2 separate regions of the Danio rerio genome follow, and region 1 is linked to region 2. A link is a contact called in public HiCAR-type data. All regions are on one chromosome and are shown on one strand. The core of a region is the stretch at or near the end of the contact, and the rest is flanking DNA. Distances in the headings are between cores, read along the strand shown. Region 1 has its middle 13 kb from the start of tprg1. Region 2 holds the start of bcl6aa (BCL6A transcription repressor a).

Region 1 (6,059 bases), core at 2,251-4,750, 520 kb before region 2:
GACAGCAGCTTCTCAGAGTCAGCCTGTATGTCTTGGAAGGTAAACAATGTTGCACAAGCTGATGTGAAGGCACTTAGTCTGCTGCACTGTGACAGAATGTGACAAATGACTGCAAATGAACAACAAATCGTGCATAATGTGAATCAGCACTGGCACTTTATAATCACAGACAACTATTATGTAGCATTTGTTTGTATAATGTTAATTTTAGGGGTTGGGCAAGTTGTTAACTCATTAATATTAACTCGAAAATTATTTTATTGTGTGTTAACATGTTTATACACTGTAAACCTTGATGTTGTCTTTACTTAAACAATTAAGTAAAGTTGACTAAACATAACTTAAAATTTAGCATTTTGGTTTTATCGCTTAAAAATATGATTTAATTTAACTTTTGTACCATGAAAATGCATAAACTTAAGAGCTCAAGTGTATTTTACTCAAAATCATAATTAATCATTTGAAACAAATAGGTTTTCACGAATGTGGTCTTGACTGTAAAATTCCAATATGTGCAACCTTTTAAGTGCAAAGTCTTTTTTTATATCAAAAAACAAATGGCTTCAGGTATATATATTCGTCATATTCTGAAATATATATATATATATATATATATATATATATATATATATATATATATATATATATATATATATATATATATTAACTTAAAATTTTGGGAGACTCTCCATTACTTAATTAAAATGAGGCAACGAGTTTACTCAATTAATTTAGCTCAGTCAACTTATTAGGGTTTTGTGTGTGTGTGTGTGTGTGTATGTATATATATATATATATATATATATATATATATATATATATATATATATATATATATGTTGGCATTTGACTAAAGTAATTAAGTCTAACTGAAATGTATGTAATAGATAAGCTGCTGGCAGTGGTGTTTGGAAAATATATGAATGAACTTTCTGAAGTGAAGTTAAATTACGTAGTAAAACAACGTAGTCCTATATACGTTTCTGGAGACCACAAATTATGTAGCCAGAGGTTCATATGGGGTGGTATGACGCCATTTCTTATTGCGTTTACCAGCTGACCGACATATAAACAGCTTTAAATAAGTAAATAATAAGTAAAGAATGTGGTAAAATCTGAAAACGTAGTAGTGGTTGGGTTTAGGGAATAAGGAGGGTGGGTCAGTCGATTGGTCGGTCAGTCATTCAGTCAGTTAGTCAGTCAGTCAGTCAGTCAGTCAAACAATCAGTCAACAGTGGCCTCTGGTGGGTTTATGCAAAAATAGCAGGTGTGAATGACAGCCTCTCGCAAAAAAACTGCAAAAAAAAGTACCTCGTAGGACTATTTCGTGGACTCCAGGAATGTATATAGAGGTGCGTTTTCAGAATGAGCCGGGGATGTAGATTTCCCGGGATTTACACAAGATATACACAAGATTTTCTGTGTTCAGGTTAACACTGTAAAGACGTAATTCTGAACAAAGTAAAGCTCTCATAATGCTCTTATCTATTAAGCTGGTTATCTGAGAGCAGTGTGGTGGAAGACAGGAACTGGGCCCACTGATGTAATGATCACCTAATTATCAATGAATGCCCTGGCAGTTAAATTACTATAGCTTTGATTTGAAAGCTATAGTATAATAAAGTAATAAAGTAAATAAAGCAATAAAGTAAATATGGTGTTATTCATATACAAAAACTCTCAGTTGTTTAAAGTGGTATTTTTTCATATACCAACATTTAAAAAATAAAAATAAAATTGTGCAATATACTAATTTTGAAAATGCTAAATTTGTGTTATGGTTTGTATATTAATGTGATTAGAGGCATTAAATGATTTTATCTAGGAGGACCAGAAGACCTGTTTGTGTGAAGTTTGCATTTTCTCCATGTGTCTTTCCGTGGGTTTCCTCCAGGTGCTCCGGCTTCCCCCAAAGTCATTTGAAACAGGTTAACGTGATAAAGTAAATTGGCCAAAGTGTGTGAATGGGAGAGTGTGTGAGTGTTTCCCAGCACTAATGGTTGTACTCTCAGTTCTGGGCTGCGACAGGAAGAGAATCCACCATAAAAACATATGCAAGCGTAATTGGAGGTTCATTCTGCTTTGGTGACCCCTGATAAAGGAGGAAATAAGCTGAAGGGGAGTGGATGAGTGAATCTGTTTACATGCACGAGGTCAACATGTGTGGTCATAAATGTGTTAAACCTTCATAAACAGCTTAAGCATAAACCGATCAGCACAGACATATTTTGGAGAATTATTACCCCAGTTCTGTCTGGCATGTAAACACCTTAACATTTGATCTGTTGGATTACTGAAATGTGCATGTGTAATTCGTGACCAAAAGGCATCACAGCAGATTTAAAGATGTAAGGTTTTTCACTCAAAAAAGTTTTGCTTTTAATTTACTAATTTAATGATGCTCATGTCATTAGGCCACCCAATGTTAAAGTTTACTAGGTTACTTTTTAGGGTGATGCTGTGGGTAGCATATGCAGGATAAGTTGGCAGTTCATTCTGCTCTGGTGACCCCAGATTAATAAAAGGACAAAGCTGAAAAGTAAATGAATGAATGAATGATGTTACTTTTTAAAAATGCCTTTAATCAAGTCCACAGCTACCTGTTTTTTTTTTTTTTTTAATCTGCTACACACACAAACACTCATTTTTGGGGGGATATTTTATAGGATGCCATTGATTTTATACTGTTTAAACTGTTTTTTAGCCCCAACCCCAAGCCTATTTCTAAATCCAACCCTCAAAGGAAATTATGTGCATATTTACTTTCTGAAGAAAAAAAAAAAGATTTATGTCTTTTGAAAAATAGGCATGGTATAGGCAATGTCCTCATAAGTCACATTCTCCTTGTAATACCTGTGTCATACACTTGTCATTATACAAATTTCTGTCATGATATTTCACAAAAACATGCAATCAGGTATTATATATTTATTATTATTATTATTATTCATTTATTTATTTTCTTTTAAGCTTTTTTCCCATTATTAATCAACAGTGGAATAAACCGCCTACCTATTTAGCATGTGTTATTACGCAGCAGATGCCCTTCTAGCCGCAACCCAGCACTGGGAAGCACCCAAACACTCTTGCATTCACATACATACACTATGGCCAATTTAGCTTATTCAATTCACCTATAGCCTACCACAAGTATTTGAGCTGTGGGGGAAAACGGAACACCTGGAGGAAACCCAAGGGATAACATGCAAACTCCAATGCCAACTGACCCAGCGACCTTTTTGCTGTCAGGTGACAGTGCTACCCACTACACCACCGTGTTGCCTATTATTATTATTATTAGTATTATTAATATTATATTTATTTATTTTTTATTTTTATTATTTATTAATATTATGCTGACCTATTGCCAAAGGCTCTAATCAAAGATCTAAAAACAGAGTTCCTAATTCTACTACATTCGAATGAAACAGAAAACAGTTTGAGAGCAGTTTCTGCATCGGGCACAGGGTGGCAGTGTTCTCACAGCTTTGACTCATTCTTTAAGCAGACTCTGGAGAGGGAACGCTTGAGCAGCCTCTGAGGCTTACAGTGCCGCTGCTACTAATATACTGTTGACTCTCATTGACCTGAATGGATCAGGCCTCCGCTGAGATGATCTGGTCTGATTATTATTAGAAGTTTGGAATGGACTGTGCTGTGGGGGACATGGGTCAAACAAATCTATCCACGAAGTACATATCTTTACATTTCTAATGAAAATCCCTGATGATGATTAATCCCTGCCCTTAAGAATATCCGATGATGAAAATAAGCTTTGATGAGGCAGAAAAAAATTACAAAGTACTGTATATATCATCCTCCCAGTGCTGATCTGTTATGAACGATTTAATATCATAGGCCCGGTTTGACCTTAGAGGCCACACATTTTGTCGAATATCGGGCCGCTTTTGTCCCAAATACAACAAAGCTATGCTGTGTGGCACATGTGATTTGCATAAAGCACAACATTGCTGTAACCACAGCATATTTTAATGTCAGCTCTGGGTGACGCAGTGACATTCTGACCCTTTTCAAGAAGTCCTAAAAACTTTGATCGGATCTACTTTAATCCGTCTTAAGGTTTGTATTTCTGCCTCATTTCACTTTGGCTGCCTCATTGCGCTGGCCTATATAATATGTCTCCGCTTCACTTGACCTTTTTTGGCCTGAAGTAAACAAACAAAGCCAAAGAAATCCCTCTTGTTAGTCAGGTGCTGTAGGAGGCACAGAGCAATTAACAGCTGTGTTTTTTTGAAGGGATTTTGAGGGAAGTTTCTTTTTTAAAAAGCTCTATTTTTCATTCATTGGTGATTTGCTGTGAGATGTGTATTTACCCTGAGGTTATCTGAGTGTACTGACCCTCTTTCTGTGTCCAGATGGTGCCATACACCTCTGCACTTGTCTTGCTGTTAAATTCGATGTGTGCATGGCAGTGAAAGAAACCACACAAACATACCTGCACCTGCTGTTGGGAAACACATGAACGACATGCAAAGAAATAGACTTTGCTATGTTTGCTTCAATTTGAGGTGATCTGTGTTTAAATAATGGTTAAAAAAACTGTTCTTCTGTACTGGAGTCAATTGTACATTTCCACAAGCACAAGTCAGCACAGACACGGCAGAACCCTTGATAGTCCAAAAATTTCTTCTAATGGTTTCAATAAAGCAGGGATGCCCAAACTCGGTCCTGGAGGGCCAGTATCCTGCATATTTTAGTTCCAACCCCTATTAAACACACCTGAACCAACTAATCAAGCTCTCCAGTAGGCCTACTTCTTTACTTGAAAACATCATTTTCATTCCTGTCAAAAATTCCATATGGAGCTACTCCTAACAATGTTTTCAGTTGTTGGTTGGCTTGAACGGACTTGAATTTGGCTCATTTAGAGTTAACGGTGGATTCTTGTGTTTTTCCACACAATGCCTATAGGATTACAGTACATTTTCAGCCTGGTTGCCCACTTGCATTCCGCTTCACTGAGCCTGGTCTTCTTATGAGTGTGGAGAGCTGGAGTATGTAACAAAGCTGGATGATTGCATGGGCTGTGGTAACTAACTGTACAGCGAAGCGATACTCTCACCTAGCTATATATTTTTGACATTGTGACCTAACTGCATTTGGGCAGTCCAATTTGATTAAATGTCTGACCGATTCTTTATGATGCTTTATCTTTAATCAGTCAGCTAAAAACCCGAACGAGACAGCAAACATTTTGAGGGCGTCTTCTTCTAAAGCAAAGTGAAAGTACAACACCTCAGCAGGAAAAAAAGGCTGAGAGGCTGATGAAACAGGGGTCCACTTAAAATGAAGGGTTTAACAAATCCTTACATGTCCCTCGATCATCAAAGACAATCCACGCGGCTCTCCTCTCACACACACATGCGCCCGCGCGCTATGCTCTGACATGGCCTCTCATCCCCGCAGGAGGGCATTAAAGTTTGAAACCGGATTAATAGCTAACTCGACTCGCTGGCAAATTGAAAATCTCGACTCTCTGTATGTTCGCCTGATGCATTCGGCTGATGTCTCGTACAAAAACGACGCATCTGCAGTTGCCCATTTATAAGGAGTGTGTGTTATGCTCTAAAAATAACCTTCTGGTGACCTACTTTTCCTTTAGGATTCATGTGCATTGTTTGCTTGAAACGAACAAAAAGACGAGAAAAGCTTCAAAACTGTTCAGAGCATTTATTTGGGAAATCATGATTGGGTACCAAAAACTTGTTTTGCTCGCAATGAAGAATCACAGGAGGCAGAGTGGTTTTGTGACAGGTGTAAGGAGGGTATCATTGTGTCTGTTGACTGTTGTTGTGTTTCCACATCTTTTTGCCCTCTGGGACCTGATGCGCGGTGAGACGCAGAGCAGGGCAGCAGTAAAAGGGAAGTCGGAGATATCAGCACTGAGGAGATTGCTCTGACATGCTTGTCGGATTCTGTTCTGACCGATGAGGTTTCCACAGGCGATGAAAAATGACACCTCCTGCGGCCTCCTCCATCCTCCTCACTCTTTCTTAGTCCTGTTGTTAATAAATGCAACCTGCCAACCCGCGTGACTC
Region 2 (6,184 bases), core at 1,362-3,861:
TATATGTAGGTCAGAGTTTACAGTTAGCCTTACAGAAGGAAATATGACAACTAGAGTGATTACAACACCATTAATAATGTGTTCTTACTACCTCAAATATAACCATTCAGTTCATATTTCTGATTCACGTCTCAAGATGCCCACATGCATACGCCACAAAAGCTTAGCTTCAAAGTAAGCAAATCAAACACTTGACATCGAAATGTAGTAAAAACTATTTTATTTATTATCTGTCAATATGCATCTACACACATTTACAATACACAATAGCAAATAACAAACAATGCATATGGTTATAAGCAGATTGTACAAAAATATGCAAAGTGGGTTCAATAATATAAAGCACTCACTATGCTGTTCATTTCGATAGTTTTCCACATTACCAATTTTACAAGCAATCTTCATAACAAAAAGCATGCAAGGACATCATGTTAAAATCTACAAACTTAACAGGCCTTAAAACAAAAACGTCTAGAGCAAATGAGATCCAAAACTACTAGCAGACCAAATATTTACGACCCAGCGGAAAAGTTCCTTGCATTCCAGAGTTCACGTTGCATAGCCCATATTACACAATAATAATTAATTTCAGTGGCAAAAAACAAAGTGAGATTATAGAATGCCCAAGGGAATGCTCACATATTAAGTTCATGTTGTTCGTTACTCAGCACTTTACCTTACAAAAATTAATCTCCTGGAGACCAAAACATGCATCAGAGACGATATATGCAAAAATATAGACTAATATATGTGCTAAAAAATAACGTTTTATCCCTCACACAAACATCGAGGATTGTGCTCGCTAAACCAGCGTTAGCTGATCTCTGAATACTTGAGGTAAATTATGGTCTTCAGTTAATCTGATGGGTCATCTAAAATACTTTAACTTCTCTCTCTTTATCAGGTGTTCTTATGAGTTGATGTGTCTCAGGGGATATCGCAGTAACTACTGTTATAACCGAATGAGTAAACTCGGGGAGCTTGCTAGACTTATTTTGCGAGTGTATTCTGGAAAACACGACGCCTGACGTGCGTTTGGACCTGCACTGACTGTTCGCGCTTGACAATAAGAAAAAAATGTTAACTTGAAAGAGGAAGAGAATATGCTCAAAGCAGCAAACAGACGTGTCATCTCCTCCTCCTTATGCTTTCTGACAGATGCTTTTCAAAACCACCGCATGGCCACTTTGACAGAATAAAACATGTCCACATCTGCATCGTAACTTAAAAAAAAAGATGAGTAAAACTTTGAAGAGAGTTACGACAGATGAATATCAGAAATTCTTTTTATTCTCCAATATTTTGCGGTACCTCTGGAAAAAAAGGCATTAAAACTACTACAGGTTAACTACTGTGTGCCCTACAGGCTAATAAACGGAGGCCTGGGGTTAACTAGAGATGCTAATATGTCGGTTTTTGCAGCTTAATTTCAGTTTTTAAAAGTTTCGACGCTTTAAGAAGAATATATTATAAAAACAAACTAGCAAAGACCGTTCACGAGCAAACAGTTTAACGCAGTTAACGCGCATATAAACATATATTGAATATCCGTGGGCCTAAACAACAAGTGTTTGTACGAACTGCTGTTTTTAGTATGCTGCTGTCATCGAGTTTCAACGTGAGGGATATGTGACACTTCACGGAATGTAAAATCAGTTTATACAGATCGCGTGGCTTTACAAATGTTGTTTGGTAAAGCGGAGTTGTACGCAAAATAAGATTAATTGGTCAGTCAGTTGTTGCCTCTGTCACTGCATTCATCAAGAGACCAGCGCTCGCGCGTCACTTGACAATTAGCCCGCACAATTCCGAAACGAAGCGTCAAATAAATATTAATCAACATTCCTCTCGAACACAATTGCCTAAACCATTCGAGAGCAGTTCGTGCTCATAGCCTACCGGTTATATGGACGTGACAGACAAACCACGACGAGCACAAAGCAGTTTAAATCGAAGTTACAATTTTCTAAAAATAAATTAACGACATTCCAGATGCGAGAAAGCCGGTATGCAAGCACAATGTCTCAATGTTCATGTATGTAATCCCAATCAGACAAACCCTTGTGCCCACTGGCCGGCTGGTCCACAGATTTGAAGAGGCAACATAATAGAAAAAAGGTATCAAAAATAACACAATAAATAAACAAAACGTGTCCGTGTGAATAAGCGCTCCAGATATGTTCTGTAAAGACTGGGTTATGGCCGTGGGTTTAATACAGTGAAAAGCAACGAATGGACACTTTGCTTATGTCATGGAATAGCAAATTAGTTCTGAGTATTTTGAGGCTGGGCTAAAAAGACAACGTACGTAAGCCACTTTCTCTCCCCACGTGACCGTCTCTGTCTGGACGCGTCCATTAGAGAGGAGGAATTAAACACCGAGTGCCACTATTTTTCTCAATCGTTACGGCAATATAATGATTTCGTTTACATTTAAAACGTCGTTTACATAAACATTATGTTTTGTTATTAAAGTGCAGTGATGTGAAATCATGTTTTTAGCAATAACCGAAGAAATGCAAACTTAAAGCAAAACACGACACTCCCCTGCCCTCTAAAAATGGTATGGTCGCCAGCTCAAATTCCGAGAATTGAGCTCTTCTGATTCTTAGAACTGGGGTTCTTAGAAGTGGTGATGCAAGAAGTTTCTAGGAAAGCACTACCAGGTGATTTTTTTACATTCTTTTCCACTGGCGCGCTGCTGCCATTAGTCACACATGTTCATTAGGCTGTTTTATTGGATTTTATGGTTAAATGTTTATTTCGGCTGATTTTGAGGCGTTTTGTGGAGTTTTCAGGGCAGATTGTTAATGCAGTGGGTCTGTCTGGTAAAAATAGTTTTGACAGTTCAGGTCGTCCTGCATGAACTACACTGCACTGTCAGTCCTCACTGCGGGATCGTGGGGTCGTAAATAGTGTGTGCAGAAGAGGGGTGGAAATTCAGACGCAGTACCAAAGCAGCCAAACTAGACAAGCTCTAGAGTTGATTAAATAGCACTTGGTTGATACGAATATAAACCAGGGTTTGTGTACTGCTTGGTTAAATATAAAAACAGAATCGTTAGCGAAGACATCCGAAAATTAATTTCACTCCTTTTCTTTAATCAGCGCAGGTTTTTAAAAGTAGTTCAGAGCCCGGAGTTTGTACTCTCGCTCGCTCTTTCTCGTGACGTTTTGGTTTTGTTGTCCTGTGCCAAAAGCGTGTACTTTGTGTTTGCAGTTTGTTTGTGTTGGTGTAAATCACATCCTAATAACCCTTTCTGATTTGGCTGTACAGCTGTTGAGCGCATTTGCAATTTGTCTTTATTTTTTCCGAAGCGCAGAGACTCAATGTCATCTTTGAAAATATATTAATGTTTATGTCATGTGAATTGTCGATACGATTTATAAAGGTTCCAGAGAGTTTTACATTGTTGCATTTCACGTGTTCCAGCAGTAGAGATGCAATAGAAAAGTTTGTATCGTTCTGCAGTAGCTGTCACTTTGTAGCAGGACCAGCCTGCACGAGTTTCTCTCAGCTATAGCTTAATGTTTTTTTTCTGTGCGTATATGTGCCAATTCTCACCAATGTGTTCTATTCATTTTTAGAGTACGTTTCAATGCGTGTGTTTGTGTCAGAGGCACCAAATAGATACTAAAAATGCAATGTATATGTATAAACAGGTATGGACTATATTTAAAGTGCTGTTTGGCATTGAGCGAACGAGTGCCTCATAAATCTCTGTCCGTTCTTTGCGTGTTGTGGCGCGGTCTCTATTCGGGGAGTGAGCACATTTATTGGCGTTCAGTTACATAGGATAAAAGTGTTAAATAAGATTTAGGCTAGCACTTAAGACGGAAACTAAGAACGTGAGACGCGAGAGCTTAACAGCGGAACGCGTGTAGGCTACTCTTGACACTTTTCTGTGTTCGTGAGAAGTTGGCGTTCTGTTTACCGTCATGGTGATTTAAGAGCGCTCAAATGCCGATGAATCTGCTAAATATGACTTGATACGAGAGTCGCAGGTGTTGTCAGTGTCGCTTAGTACCGCTGAATGACAAAACGGTCTCTGGGTGACATCTCGTGGAAGATAAACTTTACATTTCTAAAATGATGAAAGTAGTTGTGGAGAACGTGAATGTGCGGTTTTAAAAGTTTAGGTTAAATTGTCAAAAACATTGTAACGTGCTGGAGTTTTGCAATGTTTTGGTGGTTTCCGTGCGTCATGAGCGTGTCTTTTTTTGTTTGTTTGTCCACTCGTTAAAATCCCGATCCCCTCTCTCGGTCATCTGGGTGTTTCGCCTCCTCACACAAGAGCATTACAAGAGTCACGGGCTGATTAAGCTGCTTTGGCAGCATGACAGCTCGCGGTCGGGATATTGATGTTATGTAGTCTCAAATGGAAACAGAATCTCTAATACTGAATGTTCAACATCTGAGAAATGTTCGCCTAACTATTTAAAGGCGCTCAGTGAAACTATATTTGTGTCAAGGCGCCAGATGTGACTGGGAGAACCGTCTGAGGTGATTGGTGGAGTATATCAACGGTGGAGAGAAAAACACGTGTGAGGCTATCACAGAATTAATCCATTACAAAAATAAACTCTTCTGCTGTATTACCATAATTCTTCGGCTGTGTTTGTTGACTATTCCACTTTGTCTGTTATTACACCCATCCCTCAATAGTAAAGCGTATCGGTCCACAGAACCGCAATAAACAGCCTAACGACATTTTCCCATGACTCATTCGAGTTTTTTTTCTCCAAAAATAAAGACTTTAAACTCGCAGGGAAAGAAGCAATTTTCTTTGCAAGGCAAAAACTGTGTAAATGTGAAATTGGGACATACTAAGATACATATGCCTTTTTCCGTGACTAGCATTTAAACAAATTAACTTGATAAAAGTTCCTATAATGCTGTCACACAATTTTATGTAGGATGAATAATGACTCTCAGACCTGACAGAAGTACTGCACGTGGATGGATGTCAGTTCTCTAAACTTTCATCATTTGTCGCCCCCTATCGGAGATGGGGGAGAGAAACAAGGCAGCATTTTTGAGGACTATACATATAATTGATTTTTCAGATTAAAGGGATAGTTCACCCAAAAATGATTAGTCTGTCATCATTAACTCTCCTCCCTGTTGTGAAAAATCAGAATGACTTTCTTTCTTCAGTGGAACACAAAAGGAGATGTCAGGCAGAATGACAGCCTCAATCCATTCATTTTGAGTATATGCAAAAATATATAAATAAATAAGTTGCAATGAAAGTGAATGGCGACTGAGGCTGTCATTCTCCATAGCGTATCCTCTTTTTTTTTTTTTGTTCCTTTGTTAGAAAAAGCAGAGGAGGTACGCAATGACAATTTGATGCATAACAGGAATAAAACTATTTTTAATAGATGTTTTGACATACCTTCCCAAAAAAGGGGGGAATCATCAACTTTGTAAAGTTTTTAAACGCTAATAAAAGCTTTAATAAATCCTGTGATGTTAGAATATTACCCAACTTTTCTTATTTTACTGCATGTTGTTAAGTGAGTGTCGATTGCATCATTCACAGTTCTCATTGTTTCCTAACAGATCTAGAAAAAATGGCTTGTGCAGCCGACAGCTGCATCCAATTCACGCGTCATGCAAGTGATGTTCTGCTCAACCTGAACCGACTGCGTAGCAGAGATATCCTCACAGATGTCACGATTCTGGTCAACAGACAGCAGTTTCGAGCACACAAAACAGTCCTTATGGCATGCAGGTACAATTGAAGGCTGCTTGCTTGTTATATACTTTGTCTGTGGTGGAAATGTGTTAAAGTGCGACCTAAAAAGTTGACTAAAATCATAATTTCTCCACAGTGGGCTCTTCTACTCTATCTTTACCGATTCACACAAATGTAACCTGAACGCCATCAGTCTGGACCCGAAGGTCGACCCAGAGGGTTTCGCAATCCTTTTGGAGTTCATGTACACTTCACGTCTCGCACTGAAGGAGAGCCTCATCATGGCCATCATGAACACGGCCATCTACTTGCAGATGGACCACGTTGTTGACACGTGCCACAGATTCATAAAGTCCAGGTATATTTTCATTTGTAGATAAATTACACTCTTTAAAACACAGCGAGTTAAGTGGAGACAAAGTGCCATACTTGAATGCAAAAGAAAAACAGTTGTTCTTTAATTTGCATCATATTTTTCTGCA

The links. HiCAR-type assays count read pairs that join an accessible place to other places.
Region 1: a contact with region 2 is called in a HiCAR-type map of caudal fin, with 13 times the contacts expected there. The contact joins the enhancer-like site here to the promoter of bcl6aa in region 2. A contact is called at or near these places in 5 of 18 Hi-C or Micro-C datasets (caudal fin, embryo, hematopoietic stem cells and 1 more) and 1 of 4 datasets of contacts at active chromatin or transcription factors (caudal fin).

The regions. Positions count from the first base shown.
Region 1 is chr6:31,240,577-31,246,635 of GRCz12tu, reverse strand. No RefSeq gene overlaps it. Among named protein-coding and RNA genes, the nearest start is that of tprg1, 13 kb to the left of the region's middle. Within about 2 kb of position 3,500, at least 15 of the 62 cell types and tissues checked have an H3K27ac peak or open chromatin away from gene starts, as enhancers often do.
Region 2 is chr6:30,717,294-30,723,477 of GRCz12tu, reverse strand. It overlaps bcl6aa (BCL6A transcription repressor a), which reads left to right and starts at 2,611. Exons shown (of 9, transcript NM_200734.2): 1 at 2,611-2,666; 2 at 5,567-5,738; 3 at 5,839-6,060. The coding sequence starts at 2,636. The region is part of intron 1 of LOC141386287; the gene reads right to left. It also overlaps a transcript of lpp not described here.